Linked DNA regions of Mus musculus: region 2 is linked to region 1. The links are chromatin contacts, called in public promoter capture Hi-C maps. All regions are on one chromosome and are shown on one strand. The core of a region is the stretch at or near the end of the contact, and the rest is flanking DNA. Distances in the headings are between cores, read along the strand shown. Region 1 overlaps Vps8 (VPS8 CORVET complex subunit). Region 2 has its middle 5.0 kb from the start of Liph.

Region 1 (6,836 bases), core at 773-3,272:
TCTCAAATGAACAAAGAAGATGCAAATATAGAAATGCAGGGAAGGAACTGCTGTTACGAAAGCAGGCTCTAATTATCATGGTCTCACTAGGGAGTATGCACACACCTATATACATATATGGGATAAAGGCTGAATGGCTATCAGAAGTGCTATATAGATTACCCCTAGATATTAGAATTTGACATTTTATATTTTCCAACTTGTGCACACCTACACTTTTGTACATTTTCTACTATAGATACATATCAATTATAAAGAAAGAGCTACCATTTAAAGATTCAATTCTAAAATTCTCTCAAGGAAATTACACTTGGGTTTCTAATCTTCTGCTTTTCAAGAAATAAAACAATTATTTAAATCAACCACATTTGAAAAGAATAGGTATTACAATTAAATGTTAAATAAAGCTTTTGGAATAATGGAAAATTTATAAATGGAAAGTCAAATTGTTCAGTAACAATGGAAAATAACTAGTTATTCGCATGTATGGTAAAAATCTAAGACTCCACAGAAATCAAACTATGGCTCTGTTAGTAAAGCACCCTTGCATAGCCCTTACTGAGCAGTTCTTGCTATTTTCCCACTTAAAAAAGAAGTACACATCTTGAGACCCAGAGGAGAACACTCACACACACAAAGAGCCAAGCATATTATCTGATGGATTTTAAATGTTTAAATAGATCAAAACAGTCTGCTTGTATACTGAATTCAAAGGCAAGGGACTAATGAAACTGATTAGGCTCAGAGGAAAATGATGGAATGCCACAGTTTCTACTGTGCAATGGGCTATCCGTGCTCTCTTAACTTAGAAAACAAGCTAATTACAGGGTAACATTTTTTTTTCAGTTTAGAAAGATTTACAATGGAAATGACTCAGAAACCTGGGGAACCCACTTCCCTGAAGACTGTTTTGAGCACCCATGACTGGAATCTGACTTAGAATAAAAAAATTATTATCACCACCAGCCGGAGGGAGACATGCTGACAAGCCAAGGCTCTTTCCAACATCATTCCTCTGCGTAGGTGCAGAGAACGCCAGCAGCTGTGCTGGCATACACACCTCAATATTCATAAGGGAGGAGAGACGTGCAGTGTGTAGCTGAAGGAAGCCACCAGCAGTCATTTCTAACTTAAAAATACCAACTCATGCTTCTTCATGTTTTCCCTGTTGCATCCATGAAAATCAAGTTTACCGTATAAAATGCAATTAAAGGACATTATAAAACCCAAAAGGAATCTTAATATTCAAAATAAGAAAGTAGTTAGAAAATTACCAAATATTAAAGCCAGTCCGTGAGACGTTCCCACCGCTATCAGACTGGACACGGCCTGGAAAGGGAAGGGAGAGCAATCAGTGCTGACTCGGCTTTCCTCCAGGCTCCAGCTGATGTGCCAGCCGCCGAAATAAGCCACAACACCCAGGGAGCAAAGCGAGAAATCACCTAGGGCACGGTCACTTCTAAGAATTCATCTAAGTTTAAGAGAAGTGTTATTAAAATACCATATATTCAATATTATATATAAGCTAGTCATTTGGCTGCCTTTAAATCTTCAGTTCTCAACCTATGAATCACAACTCCTTTGGGGGGGGTGTCAAATGACCCTTTCAAAGGGGTCCCCTAAGACCATCAGAAAACACAGATATTTATGTTACAATTCATAACAGTAGCAAAATTACAGTTATGGAGTAGTAACAAAAATAAGTTTATGACTGGGGGTCACCACAACATGAGCAACTGTATTAAGAGGTTGCACTCAGGGAAGGTTGAGAACCACTGTTAAAGCAACTTTAAAATTAAAAAAGAAAAACCACCCCTCCCCGGCAGCCCACTAAAGAGGTGCTTATATTGCCACACAGGGCCTCTTGCAATGTGGGGGATGAGAAGACTTTTCTCCAGTTTATCACCAGCGGGCCAGGGACACCAGAATGTTCCACTTGAGCCCACTTCTTCAGCGGTGACTAATGGGAAAGCCATGGAGGCAGCTGAAGAGAACCAGAAGACAGGTCCTTAATGCACTTCCGAGGCTCCTTTAGCTTGCCCCAGCCACTCCTGACACTCTGTGCAGGCCTGGCCCTGGGGTCCATAGCTGTGGAGTGTGAATTGCAGAGTGAGCTCACTCATGCTAGTCCAGTCCTTACAGAACAAGGGACGCAGCTCACAGGCGAGCTAATGCTGAAAAGGTCTATTGCTACATTACCTGCTCTCAAGCAAACCTAAGAGCTAAACAATAAAGTAGAGAAGCCAAAATCCAACATGACCAAGCTTTAAACGCGACTACTAACCACATAGCTTAAGAATTTATTGTAATAGCACTGAATAGTTTAAGAATAAACCTGAGAGCTCAGTGAAATTAAAAATCTTACCTTAAGGGTTAAAAGGTATACTTACAATTGCTGTAGGCAAGCCAGCATCTACTTTGTCCTAAATGAGATTTTAAAAAAGAAGAATTTGAAAAAGATAACAGCATTGAAAGTAAGCATGCAGTCTCTCTTTGTGCACACTCTGACTGAACAACTTAGGTGAGAAGTGCGCCCTTGGCCTGCCCCTCCAGTCAGCTCTATTCCAAAGCTATGGACAGCAATCAACAAGTGGGAAAGCAGACGGTTGTATTTAACTAACTGTAACAGAAACTCTGGGTACTAATTAGAAATACAGTATTTCTAATAAAAAATAAAGAAATAAAGTGAATAAAGAGAAGAAGGAGGCCTGTTTCCCATAATGTGAACAGACTAGAGTCTACAGGACTAAAAGAGCAGAATCAAAATTTTCAGAAAAGGGGAACGTGCTGCAGGCACCCCATGTCTTAGGAGGAGGCTTCCCTCCAGCAGATTAACTCCACCATTGAAATGAAGCCCACCATCCATGGGGAACAACGAGTCCATTGTCAGACATGGTGAGGCCAAACATGAAGTACCACGTCAGCACCTCCCCAGTGACCACAACAACACAAAAGCCACCAGCTGTCTGATAGTAATCTCCATGCATTCAGAAAACTAACAAGTCCTGCTCTATCAATCCTAACACGCGTCCTGTGGACTGTATTAGGTGCAAAGAACGCTACACAGGTGTCCATCTGAGGCTTACATAGCCTGAGGTAATCATCACAGCTTGGGTGACACTGCACTGGGGCAGCACCTTCACCCAACGTCCAGAGCTGACCCACGGCCTGATATAAATATCTCATGCACGATTTGTATTCTGTCCTGCATGGAGAAAAGCAGGGATGAGAGAGCTCAGATGAAAAGCATGAACCACATTCAACTGAATGCAGAAGCCATCTGACTTCAAAAGATATAAAGGACAGATGTGGGAATCATTTCAACACTAAATTGGAATTCTCCTGGGGTGGAGCAGGAAAATAAAGGAGAAGGGTGTAGGGGATGGATGGGTAGACCAAAAGTAAATGTTATCAAAGTGCCATAAGGAAACCTTCAATCTTCTATGCTAACTAAAAAATAAAAACACTCTCGAAATCGAGATGAATGGGAAAGACAAAAATGGGAAAGTCAAGTGGCCTGGCAGGGCAGTGAGCTAAAGCAGAGGTGGGGTGGCTGAGCACTGAGCTAAGGCACAGGTAAGGTGGCTGAGCAGTGAGCTAAGGCACAGCTAGTGGGGGTGAGGGAGGGGGAGATGGAGGAGAGGAAGGGAAGGACAAAATTCATAATTAAATTATGCAATTAGTGACAGTGCTGCAGCACCTAGGGCAGTGCTTCTTGAAAGCCACCCTGACCCTGCTGGGATATTACTGAGAATGCAGGTCCCAGTGCTCTTCCACTAATGGCTCGAGTCAGAAGGTGATCCAAAAACCTGCATTTTAGTAGTCACCCCACGAGAGTCTGGCACAGTGGGCATGTTTTTAAACAATAATAAAACATTGTGCTGAGGCATGTATAGTACCTTACTTAGGTTCATCCTTAAAATGGTATATTCCTTAACAATGTAATTCCAATGTATTTTAAATATAGTCATATGTCACATTACTTTGAGACGGGTCCCAAAACTAAACAGTAAGACTCAAAAATATCATGTTTCCAAAGTGTTTTTCATCCATGGACTCCACCTGATAGAATCGCTGCACAGGGCTAAAGCCACAACTGAGCAACCATCCAGGGAAAGTACCCCACAGAGAACCAGCTTTACATGTTAATAAGCCAGCCATCACAGAAAAGCATGCAACTTCACCAAGAGCTGCTAATCCGAGGTCAGAGAAGCAAGCCCGGAGGCGCAGGAAGAGCAGCGCTATGTGAGCTTGTCAAAGCAGCTAGCCAGAGCTATGTGGAGAGAACAGAGTGCTGACACTCTGGGGTTTATCAGAACTGCCTCCTCCTCCTCAAGGCGCAGGGAAACCCCTTCTAAACAACAGGCTTAACTAATCAGCGCTCAGTGTCTGAGTTCTAGCTCAGTCTCCACTACTCAAAATATTTTTTAAACTGCACAGGTGGGTCAAATGACTGCCCTGGTTTGTCTTGATTTTTGAAAGGAATGACTTTCATCACCTACATAAGGATTAAATTCAGAAAATGTCATGGAAACATGATCCTCAACAGGTGGTTTCCATTCTGGCAAGCATGAGTTCCTCTCCGCCTAACAGAGGAAGGGCACTGCCCAGTCTCCACAACGTGACTATCTCTATGTAACATCATGTCTGAGGCTATGTGCATCAGCGGGCTCAGGACACCCTCGCTGCTGCCCAGGACGAACATCAGAAGGGAACTACCTGCAGAAGTGAGTTCTCTGACAGAACTGAAAACTAAAACACAAGCACACGTCATGACTCCTACTGTCTCACCCTGTTCCAACTTAAATATATGAACTATTAACTAAACTCCATGGAAACAACACAAACAACATGGAAGTCCCTGCTGTCCTCATCTCTTTATACTGCCTTCCATATCATGCACAGGACTGCTGAACTCAGAAAACGGACTTAGGCTCGGGCTGTGAGGTCAGAGGGGAGCGTGCAGAGTGCCCAGTGACTCAGTGTTGCTAGCCACTTCCATGTACTGTCCCAGTATTCTAAAGCATTTGCAGAGGAGGCCACAACCATGCCGCTGCAGCCATCGTACAACGGCGCTCACCCACCCGACCTCCCTTCACAGCAGCACTTGGTTATAAGAGATCCCAATCCTGGGGTTGGGGATTTAGCTCAGTGGTAGAGCGTTTGCCTAGCAAGCACAAGGCCCTGGGTTCAGTCCTCAGCTCTGGGGGAAAAAAAAAAAAAAGAGATCCCAATCGACGGCGTCTTCCCGGCTTGCCACCGGGCTTCACTTGGGCACACTGAAATGCTCGCAACCTTTATTCTCACGGCTACACTAATTCCTCTATCAAGATGTATGGCCATGTCTTACAAGTCAAAAGTAATCAGAAAAGCCATACAAGCCAAACACTGTATGTATTCTTCCTAAACTTCGAGGCAGGAGAAGAGCAGAGCCTGGTCAGTGCTCATCCTACTGCACCCCCACAGGTCAGGCTGTGGGAAGAACGGACACTCACGGCTGCGGACACGATCTGTGCAGATATCCCCTTTAGAAGTGAATGTCGCATAACCGACCCATGCAGCGAGAAAGAGTCCGGCAACTTCTTCTTCCTAAGATAGAGAGAAACATTTAACAGATCGAAGGGCTGAAAAGGCAGGGTCCCACAGCTCTGAAAGAAGAAAATACATTTAAAAAGTAGAAAGGAACACTGTGTTGCTGTGATTAATTATTAATCATTATGTAGTTATTACTGTTAACTGATATTAAAAGATGTATAAAAGCCTAAAAGAACGGCATTCCGGTGTGCTCTGACCCACCTTGAGGCTCAGGCAAGAAAGAGAGTGAACTAACATTGGTCTCCCACTGCCCACCTGACAGAATCAGGCAGTCCTCCTGCTGCTGAGTCTGCATCACCTGCTTGCCTCAGGGCCTCTGTCCTCCTTCCTCCCCCTAACTGTGACAACTTGGAACACCTTCCCAACGCCCTCACCCACACTTGTCACTCGCTCTGTTGCTCCTGCTTATGGCTCCTTTCCCTCCGCCATCCTAAAGGGATCCTTAAACTTTTACCACACATTAATGGGGTGTTCCCATTCAGAGTAAAAGTGTGCTCTGCTGATCCAAGAATGAGAAGTCAGAGGCCGCCCTACTAGGATCCCTTAGCCTAGCAGGAGCTGATAGACAGCTCATAAAGACGAGAGCACAGAACTGTGAATGCCATGCAAATGGAGAATGTATCCTGCTTATTGGAAGCTATGAGGCACAGCTACCAGGAAAGAGCTGTCCAGTCCCAGATGGATGAGGATGTCAGGACACAGTGTGGGGAAACGACCACAAACAGGCATAGACAGGCTCCAAGTGCTAACGGTGCCAGGACTGATACCACCCAGGACTTCTGGCTATCAAGTTCCAGTCACGTCCAACTCCTGCCCAGGAGCACCACCAACACAGTTCACACAAAATCAGGAGGCTGTTCAAGCCCTGACGAGATTATGTGGGTGTGACCTTTTTTTCACCTAAGTTGCATGGTTCTCAAAGTGAGAACCTGTGACAATATCAAAAGGTCAGAAGAGAACACCATGGCTTTTAAACAGGGAATTCAGGCCATCAAAGACATCAGTCTGTTCGCAAAGCACTAAGCTATAATGAGGAGGTGGGCACCCCTACAAGGATCCCTGTCCAAGATGGCAGCCTCAGGAATACAGCCCTGACACAAGAGGAATCTACGAGGAGGAGCGCCGAGCACGTGGGCAGCAGTCCAGCCACACGTGGATTCAATAAAGCGGGTCACGCTGCGCTTCCTCCACGCCTCTCACGAAAGAACACTTCAGGTTCTCACAAGAATCTGGAACGTGAA
Region 2 (6,982 bases), core at 2,656-5,155, 550 kb before region 1:
CTTTGTCAAAAATCAAGCGTCCATAGGTGTATGGGTTTATTTCAGGGTCTTCAATTCAATTCCATTGATCGATCTGACAGTTCCTATACCAATACAATGCAGTTTTTATTACTATTGTTCTGTAGTACAGCTTAAGGTCAGGGATCGATCGTGATACCTCCAGAAGTTCTTTTATTGTTCAGGAATATTTTAGTTATTGTGGGGTTTTTTGTTTGTTTGTTTTTCCATATGAAGTTGAGAGTTGCTCTGTCAAGGTCTGTAAAGACTTTTGTTGGAATTTTGATGGGAATTGCATTGAATCTGTAAATTACTTTTGATAAGATGACCATTTCCACTATGTAATTCCTACCGATCCATGAGCATGGGGGATGTTTCTGTCTTCTGATATCTAGCTCAGTTTCTTTTTTTCAGCAACTTGAAGTTCTTGACATAGAGGTCTTTCACTTGCTTAGTTAGTCCCAGCTCTGTTATGATCTTGTATGCTGTGTGGCTTCAGAAGGACTACACCAGGCCAAACAGTTTCACATGATGTTTATTGGGAGAGAGGGGCAAGGTGGTGGCAGAAAGAGAAGTGGGAGAAAGAGAGAGAGAGAGAGAGAGAGAGAGAGAGAGAGAGAGAGAGAGAGAGAGAGATCAGAGGGCCCTTTTTTATATATGGGTGATGACGAAGCACAGGTAAAGGTAGGAGGTGAGCCAAGTGGATTCTGGGAATATGGTGGCTGTTGCCGCAGACCTATGTAATGTCACAGGTTTCAGAGGTCCCGATACCAATAAGCTCCAAGGACCAGAAAATATTTTCAAAAAAAAAAAAAATCATAGGAGAAAACCTTCCTAACCTAAAAAAAGAGATGCTTGTAGAAATACAAGAAGCTTATAGACCAGCAAAGGGTTTCTTCACCTTCTTCTGTTCCTGGTGCTCATAGGTTAGGTCTTTTCATGGTATCCCTGATTTTCTGGATGTTTTGTGTCAGGAAATTTTTATTTTATTTTATTTTGGTTTTTCAAGACAGGGTTTCTCTGTGTAGCCCTGGCTGTCCTGGAATTCACTCTGTAGACCAGACTGGCCTCAAACAAAGAAATCTGCCTGCTTCTGCCTCCCAAGTGCAGGGATTAAAGGTGTGCGCCACCACTGCCTGGCAGGAAATTTTTAGATTTAATGTTTTCTTTGACTGATGCATTAATTTATTCTATTGTCTCTTCTATGCTCGAGTCTCCCTTTTTATTATTATTATTATTATTATTATTATTATTATTATTATTTTGTTTTTTTGAGACAAGGTTTCTCTCTGTAGCCCTAGCTGTCCTGGAACTCTATAGACCAGGCTGGCCTCGAACTCAGAAATCCACCTGCCTCTGCCTCCCAAGTGCTGGAACTAGAGGCATGCACCACCCCGAGTCTCTCTTCCATCTCCTGTTTTCTGTTGGTGATGCATCTGCTGCTCCTGTTCTCTTTCCTAGGTTTCCCATCCCCAGAATTCCCCCAGTTTGTGTTTTCTTTATCACTTCTATTTCCACTTTCAGGTCTTGCATAGTTTTATTTATTTCCTTCACCTGTTTGTTTGTATTTTCCTTTATGTCTTTAAGGAATTTATTTGTTCCTCTTTAAAAGCCTGTTTGATTGTATTTTCCTGTATTTACTTAAGGGATTTATTCATTTCCTCTTTAAAAGCCTCGATCATCTTTATAAGATTGGATTTAAGGTCATTTTCTTGTGCTTTGCTTGTGTTAGGATATCCAAGGTTTGCTGTACTGGGGTAGCTGTGCCCTTCCCCCAGCCTTGAGCAGAGTAAATAGACCTTACGTGTTTGCCACAGTTGGTCTTCTGCTGACATAGGTGGAGTCTTCCACCTTGTTGCATCTGCAATCTCCTACAGGAGCAGACTGCCCACTGAGCTTGCTTTGCAGCATAATCCAGCTGAAACAAAGGGTGGGTCTGTGGGTTTTCCCTATATAAACGCAGAGCTGAATATTAAACTTTGAGCCTTGATCAGAAACCTTTGTCTTGGCTTCATCCTTCTCTTGCCCGCCCACCCTTTTTCATTTCTAGCCTCCCTTTCAGGTACACAGTTCATCCATGGCTGCTGGACAGCTACGGGGAGCTGTGCTTTGGAGGTGTCATGTTGCCCGAGCTTTTGTTGATTGTGTTCTTTTGAGGGCCTTTAACCTTCTGGATGGCTTTAGTTCCTGAATGTTACTGTTGTAGTAGGTACTGGGAGCGGGGCCAGGTGTGGCAGGCCTCTGATGGGGATTTATGGTTCTGACTCAGCAGGTCTGATGAAAGTGGGCTGAGAGGTAGCAGAATGGGGGTTTAGCCAGGATAGCAGGCTGCTCAGGGCAGCTGGGGGTGGGAGTTTGTTTGCACATATGTCTGTACATTCTGTGCATACAGTGCCTGCAGCACCCAGAGGAGGGCATTGGGTTCTCTGGATCTGGAGTCATAGATGGTTGTGAGCACTTTCAGCTTATGTGAACACCACATAAGCACTGGTAACCAAACCTGGGGCCTCTGAAAGAGCAGTCAGTGCTTCTAACCAGTGAGCCATCTCTTCAGCCCCCATATTTTTAAGGTTTATTTTACTTCTGAGATTATATGCATTTCTCTATGTCTGCTTGTGTGTTGTGTTTGTGCATGTGCATGTAGGTGCCAGCAGAGGCCAAGAGAGGGCGTCAGATTCCATGGAACTGCAGTTATAGATTGAAAGCCACCTGATGGCTACTGGGGCTTGAACCTCTCTCCTCTGGAAAGGCAAAACGTGCCCGTATCCTCTGAACCATCTCTCCAGCCTGCAGGCATGAGACACCATCCAGGCAGGGAATGTCTCTGGGACCTGGCGTGTTTGGGTGCTCATGTTCTAAATCATCACCTTAATATAGGACCTCACCCAGGCTCAGCACATGGTAATCACACAAAACAAATGCCAGAGGTCACACAGAGACCCAGATCATAATTCTGCACGTAGAATATGTTCTGGAATCATTGCTAAAACAGTGTCTGTTATCATTATGAAATTGGCATAAGCTCATGTACACCACAATAACAAAATATAAAAAAAAAGTTATTAAGTGGTTGGCTTTTCCATGAAATTTAGATGTTCTCAGAGTGGTTTGATTTAAAATATAGATCTGAAGGTAGATATGGCAGTGCACGCTTGGGATTCCAGATCTCAGAACCCTAAGACAAAATACTCGGTTCCCAAGTCAGTCTGGGCTACATAGCAACTCTATATCAAGAGTGTACACACACACACATACACACACACAGAGAGAGAGAGAGAGAGAGAGAGAGAGAAACACAAAGAGAAACAAAGACAGGGACACAGGGACAGAGACAGGGACAGAGACAGGGACAGAGAGAGATATACACACATACTCACACAGGAGAGAGACAGAGAGAGACACGCACACATACAGATACATGTACACACTTTGGTGGCTAGACAACATTGAAACCAAGGACACTGAAGAGAAGCTTTCTCTCAGAGAATATCCTGTGGACCAAGGCTGCGTGAGCCCAGATGGCTCCTAACCATTCCAAATGATGACCTAGTTGTTGGTCACAGACAGGGCTGACCTTCCACACTGTGGAGCTCTTCCACAGTGCTGCTTCTTACATTGACAGCACTGCACCCGCCTCAGGTATCCTTGGAGATTGTTGAATGACAATTCTAGATGCTACAAAACTAAAATAAATCTGGCTCTAATAAAAACATTTGTTAGGTCTAAAGGAAACTCCATTCCTCCAATTTCTGAAAGGCAGTCCTGGACTATAGTCGTATTTCTGGATTAAAAACCAGCCTTCCTCAGAAACTTGTGAAACTGGTTCTCAGTAGCTTAAAGGAGTCATTCCCCTATCTCCAGCAGAAGGGACATAAGACTCCACCATTCCTAACACATGCCTGTGGTGCCTCTCAGCATACCAATCTCCATGCTGGCCTCCAGGCTCTTTCAGCCCCAGGTTACCCACAGTAACCTGTATACACTTCAAAGCCTCCACACCCCAGCTAACATGTTCCCATTTTTCTTATAACCCTGGAGATTTTGCCCCTCTTGCTTCTCTCTGTTTTCCTGAGAAGATAGCTGTGGCAGTTTGGAATAAACTTTCCCCTTTTCCATACACAGAGCAGCCATTTTGGTTTCTTTACTCCTTGCATTCAATTTTGACATAACAATTCAAGATCCAAATGAGTCTAAAGTCCATGGTACCAAAAGAGAATTCATCAGATGCTGGCTGTTCCTCAGACCTTATTAAATTGTGTTTGTTTTAGAACTTTTAACAGGACAAAGCAGTTTGCTATTGCCTTGTTTGATTTTACATCCCTAGGTTTCTGTGTAACATTCCATGACTATTCAAGTCCAGGGTATGCCCTGCTTCCTTGTATTTGTTTTGTTTTTGAGGCTGTGTCTCTCTGTATAGCCTTGGCTAACTTCAAACTCCGGATCCTCATGCCTCAGGGGTTAAAGGTATGCACCATGACACTCAGCCAATTTTAATTACTACACTCTCATGCTTTCCTGTTTGTTTGTTTGTTTGTTTGTTTGGTTGGTTTGGTGTGGTTTTGTTTTTGTTGTTGTTGTTATTGTTGTTTTGTTTTGTTTTGTTTTGTTTTGTTTTGTTTTGTTTTGTTTGAGACAGGGGTTTTTAAGTGTAGCCCTGGTTGTCCTGGAACTCACTATGTAGATCAGGCTAGCCCCAAACTCAGAGATCTGCTTGCCTCTGCCTCTCAAGTTCTGGAAATAAAGATGTGTGCCACCACTGCCTGGCTGGAATCCATGCTTTCTAAACATATAATTTGATGCCATGAGAAAAACCATTAGTCCCCCAACCTCCAACGAAGTAAGATTCTTCACTCCCTGTGTTGTCTGGGCTGGGAATTCAGAGTGGTCCTGACCTCAAATTGTCCTCCTGTTGTAACCATCATGTCTAGAAACAATGTTTAGCTTTCTTTGTGGTTGATATTATGAGGCCTGCGGTGTGTGTGTGTGTGTGTGTGTGTGTGTGTGTGTGTGCGTGTGTAATTGTGTGATTGTGTTGTATGTGGGCACAAGTGTCCTCTGGGTCAGAGGAGGACATGCTCCTTGCCTTATTCCTTCAAGACAAAGTATCTCATGAAGTCTGCTACTTTTCTTCCTATTCATCCTATTCATCTACCTTTTCTTCCTATTTGCTCAGAAGTCTGCTCTCTTTTCTTCCTATTCATTTGTCTCTGTCCACAACTTTGGTTTTACAGGTGTGTGACTCTATGCACATCTGACTTTTAACATGGGGACTGGAGACTTGAACTCAGGCCCTCGTGTCTGCAGAACAAGTGCTCTTACCCACTAAGCCCAGAAAAATACTTTTAAAGCATTTTATTATTACTTTATTATTGTCATTGTTATTGCTATTATTATTATTATTTGCACCCATGCATGTGGAGGTCAAAGGACAACTTTTAGGAGTTCTCTTCTTCCACTGTGAGTTTCAGTCAGTTCATCTGCTTGTTAAGAAATGTGGGGAAGAGGAGGAGAAAAAAGAAGAAAGGAAGGGAGGGAGGGCAAGAGGGAAGAAAGGCATAGTTTGGGGAGTATAAATCTAACCTCTCTGTTGGATGAGTCGAGGAAACTGACTCATCTTTCTGAACTTGTATTCCAAGTGAGAGACAGCAGGTTGGCAAGAGCGTGTTACAGTGAGTCATACGGCTACTTGGCCGGGACACAGGTCACCTCTCCTGGCTGTCAAATAGAGAATAATCAAACTACCTTTCCCCAGTACCTTCACACCCGCATACCTGCCCTCCCAGTCCATGCACTAGAAGCTGGACTGCCCCTTTCCACCCTGCTGTCTGTGGTGAGTGGGGAGAAGAGGAAGCAGAACAAGTAAGCACACAGCACACTGTAGGCTGGAGAGGCAGCTGTGGTGATTCACACATAGAGAGAGTTCCAGCAATTGGGAGCCTGAGGCAGGAGTACAGGAAGTTCATTGCCTGCAAGTTCGACACCAGGTGAGGCTCTGAATGAAAAAACTACACTAAATAAAGATGGTGATGCTAAAAGGCTGGGCTGAGGACAATAGTGACATTTGTGAATTATCCCTTAATAGGGCCATAGGAATTGAGAGCTTCTTGATCAGCTGGTGGAGAAAAAGATGGGGGCTTCCTCAGAATTCCTTTAAATTAATGCTCTTTCAGTGACTGTAAGAGTTGACCCATTTTTGTAAGTTTTAAAAACACATTTTACTTTGAAATAATTATTGGTTGGCAAGACATTTCAAAAGCAGTAGAAGGTCCTTGTGTGTACACACCCAGTTTCCCATCAGCGCAACATCTTATGAAAGTAGTAACATTCTACCAAAACCAGAAAATAGTAGACATTGGTACAACCCAGAGACTCTGTCAGCACCACATGTGCACGTGTGTGTCTCTGTGTGTGTTTCTCTGTAATCTCACTGCATGGATTTGTATGGATACCACCCAATTAAAGTACAGAAGTATTCCTCCATTGAAGGATCCCTTGCAGGGCTGGGGAGGCAGGCAGCCTGGTGGTAGAGCACCTGCTTAGCCCAAGGTCCTGGATCCCATCTCCACCCACTAAACAGATAAGAGTCCTGTGCTGACTCACATCTACACTCCTCTTCTCCCCCACCTTTGGAGGGTTTTGTTTTCCTATTGCACAGTTGGTACTTGTTATTACACTGTCAATATTTCTTACTCCTCTAAAGGAGAAAGAATGGATTCCTCCATTGCTTCTCTGCTGCATTTAATGCTGGAATGAAAACTGAGCACCCAGCCATGAGGTTAGGGGAACTTCTGTGCTCTAACCATTAATAACATCTAGAAGACCACCCTGCAGAGTGACCCTTATTCCTGTAACTGAGGATCGGATAGTTTCGCCCCTAAAGTACATTGGCTAGGTCCAGATAAGCACTTTAGACTGATGGGAACTCAACAAATACTTATCAGGTGGGTACACTGACCCAGCAGGGAGCGGCACATTCCAGGGCAGG

The links. Promoter capture Hi-C pulls out the DNA fragments that hold promoters and counts their contacts.
Region 2: a promoter capture Hi-C map of embryonic stem cells shows a contact between it and region 1, with 2.3 times the contacts expected there. The contact joins two enhancer-like sites. A contact is called at or near these places in 6 of 39 promoter capture datasets (the C10 cell line, the HPC-7 cell line, cranial neural crest and 3 more), 1 of 15 datasets of contacts at CTCF or cohesin (large pre-B cells) and 2 of 115 datasets of contacts at active chromatin or transcription factors (the SCID.adh cell line and large pre-B cells).

Annotation. Positions count from the first base shown.
Region 1 is chr16:21,442,842-21,449,677 of GRCm38.p6, reverse strand. Vps8 (VPS8 CORVET complex subunit) reads right to left here. Exons shown (of 47, transcript NM_001285893.1): 5 at 5,496-5,589; 6 at 2,391-2,423; 7 at 1,275-1,329. Among named protein-coding and RNA genes, the nearest start is that of Vps8, 23 kb to the right of the region's middle. Within about 2 kb of position 2,022, at least 12 of the 459 cell types and tissues checked have an H3K27ac peak or open chromatin away from gene starts, as enhancers often do.
Region 2 is chr16:21,997,049-22,004,030 of GRCm38.p6, reverse strand. No RefSeq gene overlaps it. Among named protein-coding and RNA genes, the nearest start is that of Liph, 5.0 kb to the right of the region's middle. Within about 2 kb of position 3,905, at least 21 of the 459 cell types and tissues checked have an H3K27ac peak or open chromatin away from gene starts, as enhancers often do.